Linked DNA regions of Astyanax mexicanus: region 1 is linked to region 2. The links are chromatin contacts, called in public Hi-C maps. All regions are on one chromosome and are shown on one strand. The core of a region is the stretch at or near the end of the contact, and the rest is flanking DNA. Distances in the headings are between cores, read along the strand shown.

The links. Hi-C and Micro-C count contacts between places; a contact is called where the count stands out from the background.
Region 1: a Hi-C map of blood shows a contact between it and region 2, with 6 times the contacts expected there. The contact joins the promoter of adcy6a here to the enhancer-like site in region 2. A contact is called at or near these places in 2 of 3 Hi-C or Micro-C datasets (blood and muscle).

The regions. Positions count from the first base shown.
Region 1 is chr13:16,618,134-16,621,732 of AstMex3_surface, forward strand. It overlaps adcy6a (adenylate cyclase 6a), which reads right to left and starts at 2,237. Exons shown (of 24, transcript XM_049486293.1): 1 at 1,998-2,237.
Region 2 is chr13:16,559,104-16,562,818 of AstMex3_surface, forward strand. It overlaps adcy6a (adenylate cyclase 6a), which reads right to left. Exons shown (of 24, transcript XM_049486293.1): 5 at 2,394-2,515; 6 at 473-584. Among protein-coding and RNA genes, the nearest start is that of LOC103034470, 37 kb to the left of the region's middle. Within about 2 kb of position 1,993, the one cell type or tissue checked has an H3K27ac peak away from gene starts, as active enhancers do.

The DNA.
Region 1 (3,599 bases), core at 987-3,486, 59 kb after region 2:
ATCTAGCATGAAGCAGCAACACAATTTCTGATTCTGCAGCCTGTACCCTGTACTGGAGTACCAGTAGCCACAAGCACTGGCCTCCAATGCGCTTCCCAGTGTCTGCTGGTGGGTTTCTCCCTCACATCTACCTGAGAGAGCCGCAGTGAGGGTACGGGGCTACGTGCCCGTGGCATCCCCCGTTCTGCAGCCTGTCTCGCGCCTCCGGGCCGTTCGCACGCCTTTCGTAGCGGCCAGCTCCGTTACATAACGCGCACGGGCCACTAGCGGAGCGGCATCCGCGCGCCATTACCGCTAACGACACGACGGCAGCCTGCCTTGGTCCACTCCTGCAGTGCGCGCGCGCGCGAGTGAGTGTGTGGACGCGCAGGCCTGACAGAAGCTGGGGCTGACTGATTTCGGTGCCCGGATGCGCGCGCGGTGACGATCTTAAAATCATACGGGTTATATAATTTCGGCGCGGTACCGAGAGCGCGAGCGGCAGCACGGCTGTTGTTTTGTTGTTTTTGTCGTAGATGCAGAACGAGAGCCAGCCGAGCCCCGCGCGCGGCATCATCATCACCCGCACCAGCAAGCAGTCCGCCGCCTTACGTAACAGTGTGTGCGCGCGCCTGTGTGTATATATATGTGTGTGTGCGCGCGCGCGTGCGGCTACCATATTCCAGTCCACAGCAGGCTAACGTTTCACCTTCTGTGGCTCAGGTCCTTCTCTATGAACCAGTGTTCTGTCGAGTTGTGCTACCCATTTATATATGCTACTCCTCTGTTATGCGCATGCGCTGCGTGAATTAATGTTTTCATGTTTTTTTGGTGTGAAAAATACATTTTAGCTTGCTGTTTTTTAGAGAGATCTTAAATCAAATACCTCATATTTACAGAGATGTATTTAGACAACCCATTTATATAATCAATAGCTATTTCTCTGCCTGAAGAATATCAGGAGTTCTGATATAGTGTTTTTATAGTGCTCTTCTAATTATGAAAAACTATGATGAATCTAGTTAACCTAACCTATTTAAAGCTATCTACTGCTTAATTTAGCTCAGCTAGCTTACTTGGCTATTATGCAGCCTTATTCAAACATATTATATAGCTACTACACTAGTTACAGTTGCAGGTTTTGACAAGGTAACACAAATCGACAGAACACCCTGTGGAATAAAGTCGAGTAAAATCAGTCAGTACTCCCGGCTGAATGTCGAACCTAACACACAACATTCCAGCGCATCGGTGCTATCCTCCTCCTCCTCCGCCGCCGCCTCCTCCTTCTCATATGCGGGCGGCCGCTGCCACATTCCTCCGAGGCAACAAATTGGGACGCGGCCGCTGCCTGTCCGCCGGCTCCAGCGCTAAGGCTGGACTCGGGCTGGAGAACCGGTGTGGAGGGGGTGAGCAGACGGTCCACAGCCGCCCTGAGAGCGACTGACCTCGGCCAGGCGAAACCGAGCTCAGCGCTGGCGCGTTCAGTCAGCGTTTAGCGGTTTGTTCACGGTGTAACGGTACCGTGCACTTCACCGTCCACCGCTGTCGCCGCGCCGCCCGTGCCGCAGAGCTTCCAGCGGTTGGAGTGAACGGAGCGGCGGGGATCGGCCGGTCTATACGGGGAGGAGGAGGAGGAGGTGGTGGAGGAGGGAGATGTTGGACTGAGCAGGCGTTTGAGAGCCGAGGTGAAGCTGGAGCCCTCAACAGGCACACACACATACACACACACATATTACACACACACACGCACACACACTCCAAACGTACCGTCTGTCCGTCAAACGCATCAAACGCTCGCTAAAAATGCAAAAACACAAAAACAACAACAGCGCGAATTCAACCCAAAACCAGAGGCCCGCGGCGCCGTCTGCACGACCCGCCGCCTGGAACACGGGCTGGACCGGAGCTTATATAAACCGTGCCCGTTAAAGGACGGGAACAGGCTGGATAAGAGAGAGAGATAGAGAGACAGAGAGCAGAACGAGAGAGAGAGAGAGAGAGAGGCTCTGACTCACCGCGTCCATCTCTCTCGGCGTTAGCAGGAACCCGCAGCCGGCGGAGGCGCCCGAGCCTCGGTGTGCTCCTCTCTCCGGGGGGCGGTGAGTGTTCCCAGGCATCGAGGACTAGAGGACAGCGGGCCACAGAGACCGAACCGCGCTCTGCCTGCCTTCCCTCCCCGTCAATTTCTCCCAGCCTGAGCCTGCTGCCTGCCTCTCCCCCTCCACACACACACACACACTGTACACTGACACACACACACGGTCACACACACACACACACTCGCTCTCAGTGTGTGTTCTGGCTGTGCAGAGCGCCGCCTACAGGCCGCGCTAAAACTCTCCTCTCCTCAAGGCCGTTCAGTCAGACCTTCTTCCCCTGCTGAGCAGCTGCTTCACCTGCCCTGCTCTTTCACCCAAACACAACCAAATCAAACATTGGGCCAAATGCCGAACACGGGTTTTCACAGGTTTCCATTCGTTATGACGCTCCACCACTGATAAAAAGTTAATGGCCTAAATGTATTCATGTTTTGCTTTTCAAATGACAAAACTTGTATTTTGTACTTTAGTACAAAACTATTGGTTAATTTATTTATTGAGCACAGAATACTTTTAACATCCCAGCACACATAAAGCAAACAAGGAAGCATAATGTATCAGCAGTGCCACTTTAGTCAAAAAATTAACTCAACAATTTACCTTATTTACCACAGCAGTTCATTGTTACTTATTTGTTTACAGCAATAGTGCTATTCTACTAATACATTTATATTAGCAGTGGAAATAGAAAACTAAATGATTTTAAAAACCAACAAAACACTAAGCGATGAATCAATATGGCTATTGTAGGCCTTTCTGATGTACAACAAAGATTTTACTTTTAAAATCAAAGATTTCTTTGATTTTACCATATACCATATACCTTTGGAATATAATCAAGAGGAAGATGGATGATCATAAGCCATCAAACCAAGCTGCTTGAATTTTTCACCAGGAGTGGCATAAAGTTATTAAAAAGCAGTGTGTAAGATTGGTGGAGAACATGCCAAGATGCATGAAAACTGTTATAAAAACTCTTGTTTTGTTGTTTCTAAACAATTAAAACATTATGAATATGAACTTGTTTTCTTTGCATTATTTGAGGTCTGAAAGCTCTGCATCTTTTTGTTATTTTAGTCATTTCTAATTTTCTGCAAATAAATGCTATAAATGACAATATTTTTATTTGGAATTTAAAACATCAATGTTCATTTTACTCAAATATATACCTATGAATAGCAATGTCAAAGAAACTGATTCAGAAACTGAAGTGGTCTCTTGATTTTTTCCAAAGCTATATTTATCTCAGTAGTGCTATTCTAATCATACGTTTACCTCAGCAGTCAGCGATTTTACTCTTATTTACAGCAGTGCTATTCTAATCATGCTTTTACCTTAGCAGTGAAAAGAAAACCTCTAATTATTTTAATAACAAACTAGGAAGGGGTGCATCAATATGGCTATTGTAGGCCAATTTATGATATCTTTCTGATGTACATATGTGCTACAAACATATTTATTAAATGTAAAAACTGGGACTAAATCTACATGAATTAGCATAATTTTAGAATGTCAAAA
Region 2 (3,715 bases), core at 743-3,242:
TTTATGCTGATGTGAGAAGGAGTGGCCCATTACAAAACGCTTCAAATCACACAACAAGTAATAAACGAATTCTGCGAAAACACTGATACATCATGTCTTATGGAAGCTAAAGAACACTGCACTGAGCTGTGGGATATGTATGTGTGATCTCCTGATTTGAATATGGATATTATTATTTAGCTTGTCCATTCACACAGACAATTTTACCTAGGCGCCCTAGTCACGTTCATTACCACCCACTGCACTGTCCACTGTGAGAGGTAAAGCCTTCTATGATGTATTCCTGGTACAGCCTTACGCACAAGATAACACCTCACAACATATACAGTTGTGGGCAGTCCCAAGCCTTTCCCTGAGGTAACACTTTGTGAATAATTTGCATACTACTGTCCCATGACTTTTGGCATGTCAGTATATAAAACATATGTGCACCCCGTGTATGGGGTCTGAGTAGATTCTCAGTTCTGCTTACCGAGGCTAACTTGTCAAAGCGGGCAAATAGTTCATTCAGAGTCATCACCAGCTCCTGAGCAGTGCACTGGGAGGCCAGGCTGGTGAAACCCTCGATGTCTGCAAACAGAATACTGGGAGAGAGAAAGAGAAATAAAGAGAGATAGAACAAATAAAAATAGGACTTAAAAGAATAAGAACATAAAAAGAAAGAGTCATTTTGAATAACACACATATGTTGGGCTTCAACTAATTGCCTATTTTAGTAACTGACTAATCTGTTGAGTATTTTTCGAATGAGTTGCTTAGTCAACGATTATTTTTCTCATGCCCTTTTCTGCTTCCTTTCGGTGAGGTTTCTGTTGCAATGCACAACTTTAAGTTTTGCTGAATGTTTGTTTAGATGTCTGATAGTTTGATTTTGATTTTCATCTATAAATATAGGAGACATTCACACATTCCAAATAAGGCAATAAGGGCGTTTTCACATCTGTACTTTCTCTGGTTCGAATCAGTAAATTAATTTGTTTTCTTGTAGCATTTTCGCCTCTCGGTTTGATTTGTTTTCACACAGGAACAAACCAGAATGCGCCTCAACAAACCATGCAAGCATGTTGTCTCCTCAGATTGGCGTGTGAGCAAAATATTAAATACAGGAAGAGGCTTCTGTGCTCAAGACCAGCGAATATATTTGTGTAGTATAAAGCTGGAAAAACAAGAACAGTGAGAGGAGGTGGTCTTGCTATGCCTTGATTGTTTTGGTTCACAACTGAGTGCAATAAAGGACTGCCGAAAAAGGCTGCCGAAAGGTTGCCGAAAAAGTCTGCACCAATTTGGATTAAGGATGCAACAAATATTTGGCAACTAAAAACATTTGGTCAAAAATGAAAAAATAAAACGAAAAAAATAAAAAAATACATTGCATGTGTTCGGTCGAATAATAAATAAGTCAAAATAATTTATATTGAACAATGACTCATACTGCAATATTTTGAATTTTGGAGCAGCAATGTCACATAAAACATCACAGTTAGATGCTAAAAGCTAAAAACAGACTGAAGGCTCCCAAAGGCCACAAAAGACTTCAGTCAGTCATTAAATCTACACTGGAAAAACAGTTATTATTGCAGCTAAAACACTCCAGTACAGCCAACACTGGTTGCTGTGTGATCGTGGCAAAAAACTCCAGTCTGGCAAAGGCTGGCTGTTTTGCTCTTTGTGCTTGTTTCAAATTAAAAGTCCTCATCAGGATGATCACAATTATTTAAAACAAAACAAAAAAAGTCAAGTTGTTTGTGTCAATTAATCATTGCAGCCCTACATATGTAGGTATGAGTGCATGGTATACCTGTATGCCTACCACCTGACTGTTTATAAGCAGAAGCTGTCTACTCACTCACTAAGTACTGGTCACAGAGCAGCACAATCACCAGAAGCACTTCACAGCTCCCATCACCAGCACTAGCTACTGGTAATTAACCATTCCCTCGCTAAATGTAATTAGCCTAAAAAGCAAAAACCCCGGCGGCTCGTCTCCCCGGCTCCTCGTCACCGAGCAGGAGAAACGGGAGTGGGGTTGAGGGGACACGTTTAAAAGCAGGGAGAAACACAGAGAAGGACGATGGGGGGGGGGGGCAGCAGAAAGGGAAGCTACATTAGCTACAGCGCTAATGGCCTGCAGCCACACTGGAACGCTGCTGAACTCACTAACCTGATAAGAGGTCACGTGACTCCATATTGTTTCCTGCTTCCAGTGTAATGGCTGACTAAATGTTGTGACAGATTAATGTTCAGTTTGTTGCCCTGATGCTGAAAATGGCATCGGGTGGCACGGTCATTATAGTGGGGTGAGGGTGAGAGGAACACGCTTTAACATAAAAAGAGGAAGAACTTTATTGAACAGGTTCTGCCGGGTGGGCATGTGACGGAGGGGCGGGGCCAACCTGACGTTGTCGTGCTTCTGGATATAGATCTTGTGGAACATCATGTCTTCTTTCTTAGCGTTGATGTCAGCCTTCATCTCCATGGCAACGTGCCTCGGCAACACGGACAGCAACAGGCGTTCCTGAAAAATGAGTGTTGAGGGGTTGGGGTGAGAACAGAGGGGTGGAGGGAAGGGAGAAGAGAAGAGAAGGAAATGACACCTCTCAATGCTCTGTCTTTCGTGTTTTCAATCTCTCTCCCCCTCTCTTTCTCTCTATATCTTTCATCTCATCTCTTTTTCTTTCTGTCCATATCTCTTTCTCTCTCTAACATTCTCTCTTTAACAATCCGTCTGTCTCTTCCACTTTCGCGCTTTCTATCGCTCTTTCCCTTTCTCTCTCACTCTCTTACACTGTCTATCTCTCCCTCTCTGTCCATCTCTGCCTCTCCTGCTCTGTTTGTAGCTCACTCTCTATCTTTTCTGCTTTCCATTTCTCTCCCTCTCTCTGTATCTCTATCTTACACTCTCACACTCGCTCTGTATCTTTTCCTCTTTTACACTTTCACACTCTATGTCTGTCTCTCTGTCCATCTCTCACTCTCTGACACGCTATGTCTGTCACTACCTCTCTCTTTAGCTCTCTGTCTCTCATGCTTTCCATCTCTCTCCCTCTCTCTATCTCTTTTTTTTTCTCTTGTTCTTTTACTCACAGTCTCTTTCAGTATCTCTCTTTGTCTCGGTCTCCCTTTCATTCTCTTACTCTCTCAGTCTCTCTCTGCATATCTCTCTTTTTCTATGTCTCTCTATATCTCTCTCTCTTTTACACTACCTCACTCTGTCTATCTCTCTTTCTCTCTCTCGGTCTCTCTCTCTCTCTCATTCTCTTATTCTCTCACATACTTTATCTCTCTCTATCTTACCCTATATCTCTCATATCTTTCTGTCCATGTCTCACTCTCTTTGTCTATCTATCTCTCTCTCCTGCTCTCTCCATAGCACTCTCATGCTTTCCATCTTTCCCTCACTTAATCTGTATCTCTCTTTTTCTTTGTATTTCTCTCTTGTTTTCTTACTCTCACACTTTGTCTTTCTCTTTGTATCTCTCCCTCTCTTACATTTACATCTCTCTCTCTCTCTCTGTCCATCTATCTCTGTCACTCTCTCTGTCGCTATATCTGTATCTCATTCTCTCTTTCAGGAAATGATCAAATGTCTCAACATACGATATGTGCTGAATGTTCTATTGTGAATAAAATATGGGTCTATGATATTGGCAAATCATTGCATTCTGTTTTTATTTACATTTCACACAACTTCCCGACTTTCTCTGAAATTGGGTTG